Regions from separate parts of the Ovis canadensis genome. Here region 1 is linked to region 2. A link is a contact called in public Hi-C data. All regions are on one chromosome and are shown on one strand. Each heading gives the region's core, a stretch centred on a gene start, on an enhancer-like site or on the middle of the called end of the contact. The rest is flanking DNA. Distances are from core to core; before and after follow the strand shown.

What was found. A called contact is a pair of places that touch in the nucleus more often than the background predicts.
Region 1: a Hi-C map of fibroblasts shows a contact between it and region 2, with 1.8 times the contacts expected there. The contact joins the enhancer-like site here to the promoter of GGTA1 in region 2. A contact is called at or near these places in 2 of 2 Hi-C or Micro-C datasets (fibroblasts and lung).

What each region holds. Positions count from the first base shown.
Region 1 is chr3:14,441,432-14,447,248 of ARS-UI_OviCan_v2, reverse strand. It overlaps GGTA1 (glycoprotein alpha-galactosyltransferase 1 (inactive)), which reads right to left. Exons shown (of 8, transcript XM_069580134.1): 7 at 2,990-3,127. Among named protein-coding and RNA genes, the nearest start is that of GGTA1, 66 kb to the right of the region's middle. Within about 2 kb of position 1,343, the one cell type or tissue checked has open chromatin away from gene starts, as enhancers often do. A contact at or near this core is called in fibroblasts, where this site is marked.
Region 2 is chr3:14,374,610-14,380,067 of ARS-UI_OviCan_v2, reverse strand. GGTA1 (glycoprotein alpha-galactosyltransferase 1 (inactive)) reads right to left here and starts at 1,533. Exons shown (of 8, transcript XM_069580134.1): 1 at 138-1,533. The coding sequence starts at 510. It overlaps LOC138435448 (a long non-coding RNA gene), which reads left to right and starts at 145. Exons shown (of 3, transcript XR_011255108.1): 1 at 145-566; 2 at 2,007-2,165; 3 at 2,309-2,636.

The DNA.
Region 1 (5,817 bases), core at 94-2,593, 67 kb before region 2:
AGTAGCATTAGTTAACACCTTCATTGCATCACATAATCATCATTTCTGTTTTGGGGAGAAGATTTGAGATTTATTATCTGAATAACTTTATGAGTATAGAAAACAATATTATTAACAATAACCACAATGCTTTACATCAGATCCCCAGAACTTGCTCATTTTATAACTGGAAGGTTGTACCCCGTGATCAACATCAGGGGGCGCTAGTTCTCAGGCATCTCTCAGAAACCCCAACATCCACTCCAATGTTATCCTGCCCTATCAGATGAAAGGGTGACAAGCCTCTTAGGTCCTTTGGGGATGCCTTAAGACTAAGCATCACCACTCTCTTCTTCTCTGGGACCCAGAGAATGGGTTATGGGGGACATGAATATCCTTCCACATTATACATTCACTTTAAGAATTTTCTAGTGGTTACCCCAAACACCAATACATTATCCAGCTACCACCATTATAAGACCCATCCAAATACCAGAGCAAACACCCTCTGATTTAAACTTATTTTAACTATCTCATTTCCTTTTCTAAAAAAAGTTCACTCTTGGTTGTGTGTATTCTATGGGTTTCGACAAATATATAATGACAAGTATTTTTCACTATGTATGATATCATACAGAGTATTTTCACTGCCCTAAAAATTCTGTGTTCTGCCCATTTATCCATTCCCCTTTGCCGACCCTTGGCAACTACTGATCTTTTTACTGTCTCCATAGTTTTGCCTTTTCCAGAATGTTACGAGGTTGGAATCTGACAGCAGGCAATCTTTTCAGATTGGTTTCTTTTACTTAATAATATGCATTTAAGGTTCCTCTATCTCTTCCATGGCTTGATAGAGTTTGTGTTTTTTGCACTGATAATATTTTCTACCACCTGATGTGCCACAACAGTTTATTAATCCATTCACCTACTAAAGGACATCTTAGTTATGTCCAAGTTTTAGAAACTGTGACTAAAGCTGCGTTTAAACATCTGTATGTAAGTTTCTGTGTGGCTATAAAGTTTCAGCTTTTTTTGGTGAATACCAAGGATGCAATTGCTAGACTGTATGATAAGAATATGTTCAGCTTTCTTCCAAAGCAGCTGAACCATCTTGCCTTCTCGCCAGCAGTGAATCAGAGTTCTGCTTGCTCCATATTTTTGCCAGCAGTTTGTGTTGTCAGTGTTTTGGACTTAGGTCCTTCTAATAGATGTGGTATTTTAGCTATTTACTTATTCATTCCGAAAACATGTTTATGTCTTTTGTGAGCCAAACTACACACTTATCACGTGACAGCATGGGGATGATAGAGAAGGAAAGCGGGAGTTGGCTTAACACAACTTGCATCACCCCCAGACTCATGCTCAGTGGATGTGGACTAAGTTTAATTTACTGATCACACTCACGGCCAGTTATGACATTTTGTGAGTAATAATAACTGGCATTTGTTTTTGCTCCTTAGTTGCAGTTTGGATTCCCGTTCGTTTCTACAAAAATAAACTGTGGTTTTAATATTGGTCTCTGGAAAAACCCCGGGGTTTACAGTAGAATATATCTGAGCAATATGAAGAGGGACTTTGCCATGGCTCTGAAAAAAAATCTATTGTGCCCTGAAGCTTGGGAAACAATCCTAGGGGGAGGGGAGGGGGCCCTTGTGAGGTTTAACATTATTTAGAGATGAAAGCATTGCAATTGGCTCCGGGCACTGTTATTTGAAAACAAACCAAACTTCACACCTCCTAAAAGTCCAGATCCACTCTTGGGAGGATTTATTGCTGCAGAGTACAAGCAGTCCCCTCCGGCCTCCAAGAGGAGAGCTCAGGGTGTACAATTTACTGTTTGGTTCTGTGAAGCTGCGAATACGAGGGTGAAGCCATCGTGGAACCGCAGGCCACATTCTGTTCTTTGTGGAAACATCAGGAGTAAATCAGTCTACAGGGTGGCTGGCTCATCCCCTCTCATACCAAAGGATGAGGTGAGCTAGGCATCTGCTCCAGACTCATAACAGTACAGATTCTTCCAGTAAAAATGTCAAAATTCCAGAGTCACCCTTCTCCATCACAGATGCCCCTGGGATCAGCACAGGTGGTGACATCAGGACTTGACCAGTAGGGTGAGGGCGATGGCTTCTGGGCTCTGGGCTGGGGACGGTCTTGATCCTCACTCAGATCCACCCGGGCCTTCACCACTCTCTGTACAAGCGAGCAGTCAACTTCCCATGTGGCGCTCAGAAAAGATACAGATGGGAAGGCCCGTGGAGGGGGGTTGCAGGGAGGAGGCTAATAGGAAAAGTAAACCTTTGCTTTCGCTTTGATAAAGAAAAAAAAAAAATCACCAAAGGAACAAAATGGGTTATATTTTAAACTATTATCACAGCTCCGACTTTTAAGTAAGAATGATTGCAGTTTGGGGAGAAATGTCATTCTAAACAAGGAAATGGAAGCAGAAACAGGAACCCATCCAACCTCTGGAAGAAGAAGTTCTGGTTGGCCAGATCTCCGGGGGCCAAAGCCTCTAGGAGGAGAAGGGCAGAGGCAGCTGCGGAAGCCCGGGGAGAGTGGTCAGCCAGGCTGACGTGGGGAAGCTCCGCGCTTAGTCACTTCGGTCCTTAGTTCTCAGTTGGGGTCTTGAGTGTGTGGGAGAAACAATGACACACGTTCGGGCTGTCTAATAGCTGGCATTTTTGGAATTCCCAGAGAGGGCCGTGGAGGTCAGAGTGGAGGCGGCGCTGGGTGTGCTGGAAACTCCAGGCCCAGTGAGTGTGGCAGACACTCTAACCTGCAACCGAGGCCTCGCTCAGGTGGGAAGCTGTCCACTCCCATCCACTGTCTTGTTCTCAGGCTCTTGGGGCCTCAGCTAAAAGGAGCCTGAAACAGTCCTATTGCTCCATTCTCCTGTCTAATGATTCAGACACATCCAGGAACAGCCTCCATGAGCCCAGGGAGCCCCTCACCAACCTTCTGACAGTGGGACAAAGGAAAAGTCAAGGTTATTTTTATTAGCGACACCTACCTTCCGACGGCGAAAACCGTCAGGCCGACGGTAATTTTCTGCTTGGCGTAGTAATCGTCTAAGACGGCTCGGTTGTAAGTGCCTTCCCACACCACGGGTGCCTTCCAGTCTGTCATAGTCACAACCTCGGGGCGTTTACTGGTGACAAAACAGAGTCCATGAGTCAGGATTGCCTTGCTAAGGTGGGACGGAGACATCTGATGGAAAACGGCTCAGCCGTGGCTGGTGGTAACCATCCTTGAATCCTAATGGGAGTTTAACCCCAACAGTCAGCTGGCAGTGAGACATCTGCGGCATCTTCTGGGTGAGGAACAGGAGACGGTGGCCCAGGTGCCTGGGGGCTGCTTTAGCGGGGGCCCTAGGGGGGTCTTACCTGTATAGCTCATGCCCTCTGTCCCCCTTTCCTGCCTCCCCTATCCTCATCTTCCTTCAATATCCCACTCCCATCTCCCCAGCCCCTTCCTAAGCTGCCAGCGGCATCTTTAGACCTTATTTATCCCAATGGGTGCCATCTGACCCAGAGAAAGCCCTGATGCTTGACGCAGGGGGACAAGACAGTGACATTAGAGCTGAAAGAGGAAGAAGCTGTTTCAATCTGCCTTTTGCCAGAAAGGAATTTTTGGTTGTAACCTGGGTATAGGACTAAGGGGTTTCTGGTGTTATTGTTCATTTGACATACAAGGAGCAGACAGTCACTAAGAAAGGATCCTGCAGGCTCACAGTAGCCAGGGATGAAACACAGGGACCCTGGCTGTCACCTCTCTCAGATCACGTTTCCTCCTTACAAAGCCGGGGGTGGGGGAGGGGGGTGTTCTGTGCACTCAGCACACTTGAAAGGGACTTGGCAGAGCCAATACAAACACAGGAAGCAATGTAAGAGCGAAGACAAACCAACCAACTATAAAGAGTAAATGCAGAAAGGCTGAGCAGCGGCTGGGGCCCAGGCTAAGGCGGGAATGGGGTGGGGACTCAGCTCCAACCCCATTTGGGTTTGCAAGAGACTGCCCTTCCCTGGCGGGAAGTGGAGACTGAAGCACAGTCATTTAGAGCAACCCCTGTCACACAAGGGCCCCGCCATGTGCCTGCACTTCAGCCACTGCGGGGAGAGGCCCAGTGACTGGGGCAAAGTCTTGGTGGCCCCATCGGGCCCCTGCTGTGTGCAAGTGGCCTTGGTGAGGCTATCAAAGAGATATTGGCAAATAGATCAGCCCACTGAGAACTTCCTCTCTCCCTCACACATGGGTGGAGAGTGGGTTTTCACAACACTGCCCCTCTGCCAGGGGTGAAGCTAAGTTTTTCCAGGGGGGCTGGGCAAGGCCAGGTCACCTCCTCCTCACCCCAGCCCCCAAGAGACACTCGTCCACACCTCCTGTCCTTCCTCCACCAAGCTCTGCGGTCCTCCTGTTCTAGAACCAACCAGGCCCTCCCACCCACTCCCAGTGCCCCGCGGCAGGCCTCCTTCCCTCCTCCACACACAGGAGTCTCCTCCAGAGATGGGGAGGGACAGTGCCGGGCCGGCCCTCCCCTCCGGGTCTCATCTCAAACCCCACAGCCCAGCTCTACCTGCACCCCCCGGGTGTGCCAGCGGCGTGGCGGCCCTGAACAGCTGCTCCCGGTTTCCCCTCAATTGTGAAAGCAGCTATTTTGGGATCTGCACCGGCCTGCATGAGACACTTTCACACACACACACACTTTCTCAGGTAGTCCTTGCAAAAGCCCTGTCATGTATTATGTTCTTTGTACAGATAAGAAAACCAAGGCTCAGAAAAGCTTGTTGACTTGTCCAAGGCCAAACAGCTAATGGGGGTGTAACTAATGTACCCTGGAACAAGCCATAGTACCCAGGGCTTCACCCTTCAGAGGAAGCTGCTATTTTGATTCCCGTTTTATCAAAGCGGAAACTGCAGCTCAGAACAGTTAAATGACTTGTTGGAGGTCACAAAGCAGCTAAGGAGCCAAGCTGGAATCCGAACCCAGATAGTCTGACTCGGTAAGTCCATGCTCCGAACCACTGCATCTACTGCCCATTTATTTGCTTGCTAGGCTAACGAACTGGGGTTAAAAACCAGGGTTCTCATCATTTCCACTCAACTTAGATACTTCAGCATTTTTATCAGTACAGATGAGAAATGAGCTTTTGTATTTTGTTTTTAAAAGCTTATGGGATGCTTTTAGTCACATAAAACCCCCAGCTTTGTTAAATGACCAGGTTTCAAACCAGAAAAACCACACACACACACAAACACGGGCTTATCATTCTATAACCACTATTTCTGAATGCAAACCCCATTGCCGTCCTTAGTGAAGCCTGTCAGGGATCTCTTAGCCGTTCTGACCCAACCCATTAGCTAAGCCATGGAGCTGCATGTGAGCTGAACATTTGGTGAGAAGGTAATATTTTTAAGACAGAGAAGAGAAAGGGGAGGAGGAAAAGGAGGAAAGGATGGTATTCTTATTTAATGCTTCCAGGCATCGGGGCTCAATCCTTGGCTTTCATTCTTTCACTGAATACTCAAAACTACCTTCTAGAGAGGGTGCTGTCACCACCCTCATTTCACAAATAAAGAAAGTAGGCGGTTGGAGAGTAGGAGAAGGGAACTACCACTTAATCAACAGGAGGGGTCAGACCAAGGCACTAAACTCCTCCAGGCACTTCTGCTAAGTCCCTGCTCCCTGTCAGGCCCCGTGCTGAGCTCCAAATCAGGGGAATGAGACCTGCCTACCCCTTGAGGGTCTCAAAGTCCTGACAGGGGGCCAGCCTGCCACCTGCCACTCTTCCACTGCACGACCACTCAGTTCTACACCTTCTAGAAAGGACTGAGTCAGGA
Region 2 (5,458 bases), core at 284-2,783:
CGGGGACACGGGCAGGGCAGCAACAGGGCAGGGCCGGCGCGGCGGCCCGTCCCCTCGTCGCGCCGCCCCCACCCGGCTCCAGCCCCCCCGGGGGCTCGCGGGCTCAGGGGGCTGGGGCGGCGCCTCGTGGGACCCACCTGATCTGCAGAAGCTGGGCGCGCTGGGGGCTGGCCGGAGCCTCGGCTCCCCGGCGGCGTCCTCGGCTGCCGGAACAGTCGGCTCGCTGCCTCCCCCCCGAGCCCCGCGGGGCGTGCCGGGGCGGGGTGTGCCGCCTGCGCTCCCGTCTGCCGGCCGCCGGGCGCTCCTCCGGGGCGGCGGGAAGGGGCGCGAGGGAGCCGGCGGGCGCTGGGCAGAGGGCGGCACGCTCCCAGCTCGGCCCGGCCCGCGGTGTTTGTGCAGAGCGGGTCCCGCCCCGGACACGGCCGCTGGGAGGCCCCGCGCGCTAGTGCACGAGTGCCGGTGCGCGTGTGTGTCTGGTGGCAGGGCGGCGCAGGGGGGTGTTTGTTTCATTTTCACTCAGGCAGAAAAAAGCCTGAAACCAGCAAAAAAGGAAAAGACAATTCCTGGTGAGGGTGGCTGGGCCTCTTTGCCTTCTTGGGCCTGCGCGTGGTGGGGGTGGCCGCGGGGCGGGGGCGGAGGGGGTACCCGGAGCATCGGAGGGTGGGGTGGGGTCTGTCACCCAGGACCGCGGGGAGGGGCCCCGAAGCCCTGGCGCCCCGCCAGACACGAGGGAAGAGGAGAGCCTGGGAGGTCTGATCCACTGTTTGTTTCCTGGGGAAGGAAGGGTGCAGATGACAGCGACAGGCCGGCAGCCCGGAGCCGCTCTCGCTGGAGCCCCCAAACATCCTGAGCTCCGCATGGGAGGGGCTGGTCACTGGGCACCTAGCGACGGCCCTGCCAGGGTTTGTTCCCAGACTTAGTAGTCTTCGGGCCCAGAGTTCCTCAAACAGAATTCTGCACAGGCCCTGTGGTTCTCCACTAGAATTATTTTAGAACGGAACTAGAAAACAAATCCCCCCCCCCAAAAAAAACTATTTCAAAGTTGGTGCTTCTGAGCCCAGCGTGACTACATTTCACTTCTGGTGAGTTGATGTAGGCACATCCGGCTGACTTAGTTCTATGCTGGTAGCCACAACAATTATCTCACTTCTTGGGCTCCAGACCATACATTTTGCTGCTGCAAAACACAAAATTTTATTTGGTGGGGATCATTTGCCTTTGAACTTCAGGGGCTAAGAAATTAGCTTCTTAAATATTTTAACTAGTTGAAACTGTAATTTGACACCATGAAAATGGCACAGAGCCTGGGTATGATGCATCATTTTAATTGTTTCATGCTAATGAGAAAAGAACAGAGCCCTGATCAAATATGTGAAGGGTATAAGAGGCTGCAGGAGGCCAAGTGACTTCTGGAAACCTGGGAGGATGGAGGTTCCTGATGATTCTGAAAACTTTTACCTCAGATTGGGACTCAAACCCAGCCAAAACCCTGCTTGGGACTTGAACCCACATGGCTGGAACTCAAACCCAGCCAAAACTCCCAGTACCTGGTTTCAGGACCTAATGAAGCTCAGGTTCTTGATGTCTCATTGCAGAAAGAATTCAGTGAGAGACAAAGTCATAGGTAAGAAGTGGATTTATTCAGATATAGAAAGCAGCACACTCCAGAGAGTGTGGGCCATTGCAGAGGGCAAACTGGGCCACGAAATTTGGTGTGTTTCATTTTTATAGGCTGGGTAATTTCATATGCTAATAAGTGAGGGGATTATTCCAACTATTTGGGGGAAGGGGTGAGAGTTCCAGGATTTGGGCCATCGGGCCCACTCCTTGGTCATTTAACAGTGCTTTGGAACTGCCATGGCACCTCTGGGTGTGTCATTTCACTTGTTGATTGAGGATTAAGTTATCATCTTTGGTCCCATTTGGTTCTAATCGGTTTATGTTGTATCCTTGGACTATGTCATTCTTTCAAAAGTTGTGCCCTGACCCTTTCCCTCTTGTTACAGTTCCTGCAGAGTAAATGGGTGGGAGAATTGAATCATCAACCCCACATGGCTGCTCAGGAAGGAGGTGTTCCATGACAATCAGCACAATACATCCTTTGCAAAAGCACAAACCACTCCATTATTGTCTTGGGTGAACTCACTTGCAATAGTTCATTAGTGGTGAGTATCACAGTAAATATACGAATGATGTTATACTAAGTGCATCATTCCCCATGTTTTCATTGTTGCATCTAAGGATGCATTGTTTCAATTGTTCAGTCCATCAAACTGGACAATAAATGAGTTTGTTTTTTTTTTTTAAGAAAACTATGACAGTAATTCAAGTGGCTCAAATGATAGTTCATCGTGATCAAAATCAAAAGACCAGGACACAGGAAATAGAACATGTAAAAACATCCCTCTGCTATTATACTCAATGCAAAAGGTTTGATTTCAGCAACACATCACCAGTCACATTAATTTAATGTTGTTATTGTGGATTTTATTTGTTTTGAGGTTGCGTTTGTATCTACTTAGAAATGTTGTTTTGGTTTTACGGTTGGTTTATAGAGTGTGAGCATGACAGCTTCCTGGTTAATTTTAGGTTTATACCTATTTCAGTAACAATAAAATAAAAATAATTTAAGTCAATACTTTGGATCTGGATTTGTTTGTTTTGGGAAGGCCTATCTAGTTCTTCCTTGGTGGCTCAGCAGTAATCTGCCTGCAATCTTGGAGACTCGGGCTTGATTCCAGGGTCAGGAAGATCCCTTGGAGGAGGGCATGGCAACCCACTCCAGTATTCTTCCCTGGAGAATCTCATGAACAGAGGCACCTGGTGGTCTATGGTCCATAGGGTCACAAAGAGTCAGACATGACTAAAGCAACTGAGCAAGTATGCACAAACATATAACTCTCAAAATCTAACTGGCAGTTCTACTGACTGAATGGCTGATCTGTAAAACACCTTCAAGATTACACACATTAGCTTTGGGTTAAGACTTCTAGGTTTAAGGTCTTAGATGAGTCATTCTTCCTGTCTGAGACTACTTTGTGTCATATGCTGAAAGGGAATAAGGTGACTAGTTCATGGTAGGGGCAAAATCAAAATGGGATAATGTTGGGGAAAGGGCTTTGGAATCACATGAGTGTGAGGCTGAATATTGACAGAGGGATGAGGCAGATGAGCACAGGTAGCTCTGATGACTTGCCAGGCATTGCTCCAGGTGCCTCTCACATACTTCAGCTCATGTCATCCTCTGTGCATGCTAATCCCATCCCCCAATTTTCAGAAAAGAAAGCCGAAGCAGAGGCAAGTTAGGTAACTTTTGTTCCCCACCTCTCTAGGTCTAACCAAAGTGCTCTGCATCCAGAAGGCCTTCCTCATTCTTTTAACAAATACTTAACTGGGACCTCGGTATCTGTCAGCCCCTGATCTTCAAGCTGAGGATATCAAGGTAAACATGTAGCATCGTAGCCCTGGGGGATGGCTGCAGCCCAGACATTAAACCAAGAAGACCCACCCAATGAATGATTTGGGGACCTTTGTGATCAGGGCTCTGAGGGATAACTACAGGTTGCAGGGGACCCTGAGACCAGAAGAAGGAGGAATTCACCAGGTGAAGACTTAGGGGAGAGCCAAATCTCTCTTTGACCCAAGCAGAGCCAAAGTCTTTAGGGAGGAGGAGAAAGAGCCATGAGTGTGTGCTGGAAAGCTTCAGCATCACAAAGATAGCCATTTTCTGCAAATCAACCTATATGATCAAAACAAATCCCAGCAGAGTTTTGTGTAACTTGGCAAGCCGCTCTTAAAACCTGAATGGAAGAGCGAAGGGCCATGTATAACCAAGACAGTCTTGACTAAACAGGGAGGTGAGACATGGGCTGTTGTTCAGCCAAATATCAAGACACACCATGAAACTCTAACAGCATAGGCTTGGTGCCAGGATGGATTACTGGACTAAGGAAACTAAATAAGGAGCCTACGAAGAGTTTCCACAAGCATGTGGACACTCAGTGTAGGCCAGAAATGGGGCTACAGATCAGCGGAGGAAGAATAGACTTCAGAGAGTATTGCTGAACCCAAAAGAATTGGAAACAGGTGGGCAAACAAAACCTTGCATGGGCATGCTCATAGCATCGCTATTTATAACAGCAGAAAAGCGGAAACAATCCAAGTGTCCTTCAAGCAGTGACTGGACAAAGAAAACCTGGTACATCCATACAGTGGAATATTATTTGGCATAAAAAGGAATGAAATACTGATTCATGTTACCATGTGGATGAACCTCGAAAACATGCTAAGTGAAAGAAACCAGACACAATAGGTCATGTATTGCATGACTCAACTTTATGGAAATATCCAAAATAGACAAATTCATAGAGACAGGAAGCAGATAAATGGTTACCAGGGGCTGGGGGAGGGAGCTCCGGAGTGACTGCCAAGTGGGTACTTGGTTTCCTCTTGGGCTGATGAACACTGTGGAAATAGACAGTGCCGAGGGTTCCACAGCACAGTGAATGCATTAAATGGCCTGAACTGTGCACTTAAACACGGCTTACCCATTTTGAATGTGAATTTTATGTGATGACCTTTATCACAATTTTAAAAAGTGTTTCTGAGCAATCCATATGAAAAGTAAAATTAGATTCCTAACACACACATGTGCACACACACACATGCCACAGAGCACATGGGTAACTGACCTAAAGGAAAGAGAAACTAAAACCTTCAGAGGAAAATATCATTATTACTCCAGAATAGGTAAGTGTTTATTTAAACACACACACACAGAGCACTGACCTTAAAGAAAAATATAAATAAATTTGACTACATCAAAATACAAATACAACACATACTGGAAAGATGCCACATGAATTAATGGGCAAACTGCAAAATGTTTGCAAGGTAGAAAAGAAAAAAGGATTGGTATCTTGAGTCTGCAGGACCGCCTGCAAATAAACAGGAAAAAAAACACATCTTCTTCTTCTATTTTTATACCTGGCTAAGGACCTGAGTGAAATGTCACTGGGTCAGAGTTCACAGGTGTCCCCTTCGTAGCACTTATCATAACTGTAGAAACAAAACTTTCTGTGTAGCTACAAGCCCCATCAGTCCATTTCAGTTGATGGGAAATTGTCTGTTCAAGGCTTTTGTGGGGAAGAGCTTATCAGCAGGGGCATGCTGGGAGTGAGCGGGAGGGGGCAGGGGGAAGACCAGGGTCTGCAGAGTTTGATGAGCCAGACCCACATAAATCCCGGCTCAAAGAAATGGGAAACTTTCCCGGAACCAGAGACACACAGGGCCCTGGAGCCCCAGGAGATGGCCAGCCGTGCCCTTCAATTTACAGATGAGGAAATGAGTTTCGGACTACGGGGGAGTGACTTCCTCAAAATTACCTACTAGAACTTTTCAGAGCTGGGTTTCATTCTTTTTTCTTTCACGTGCTCCTCAGGCCCCAGAAAGGAGGGGA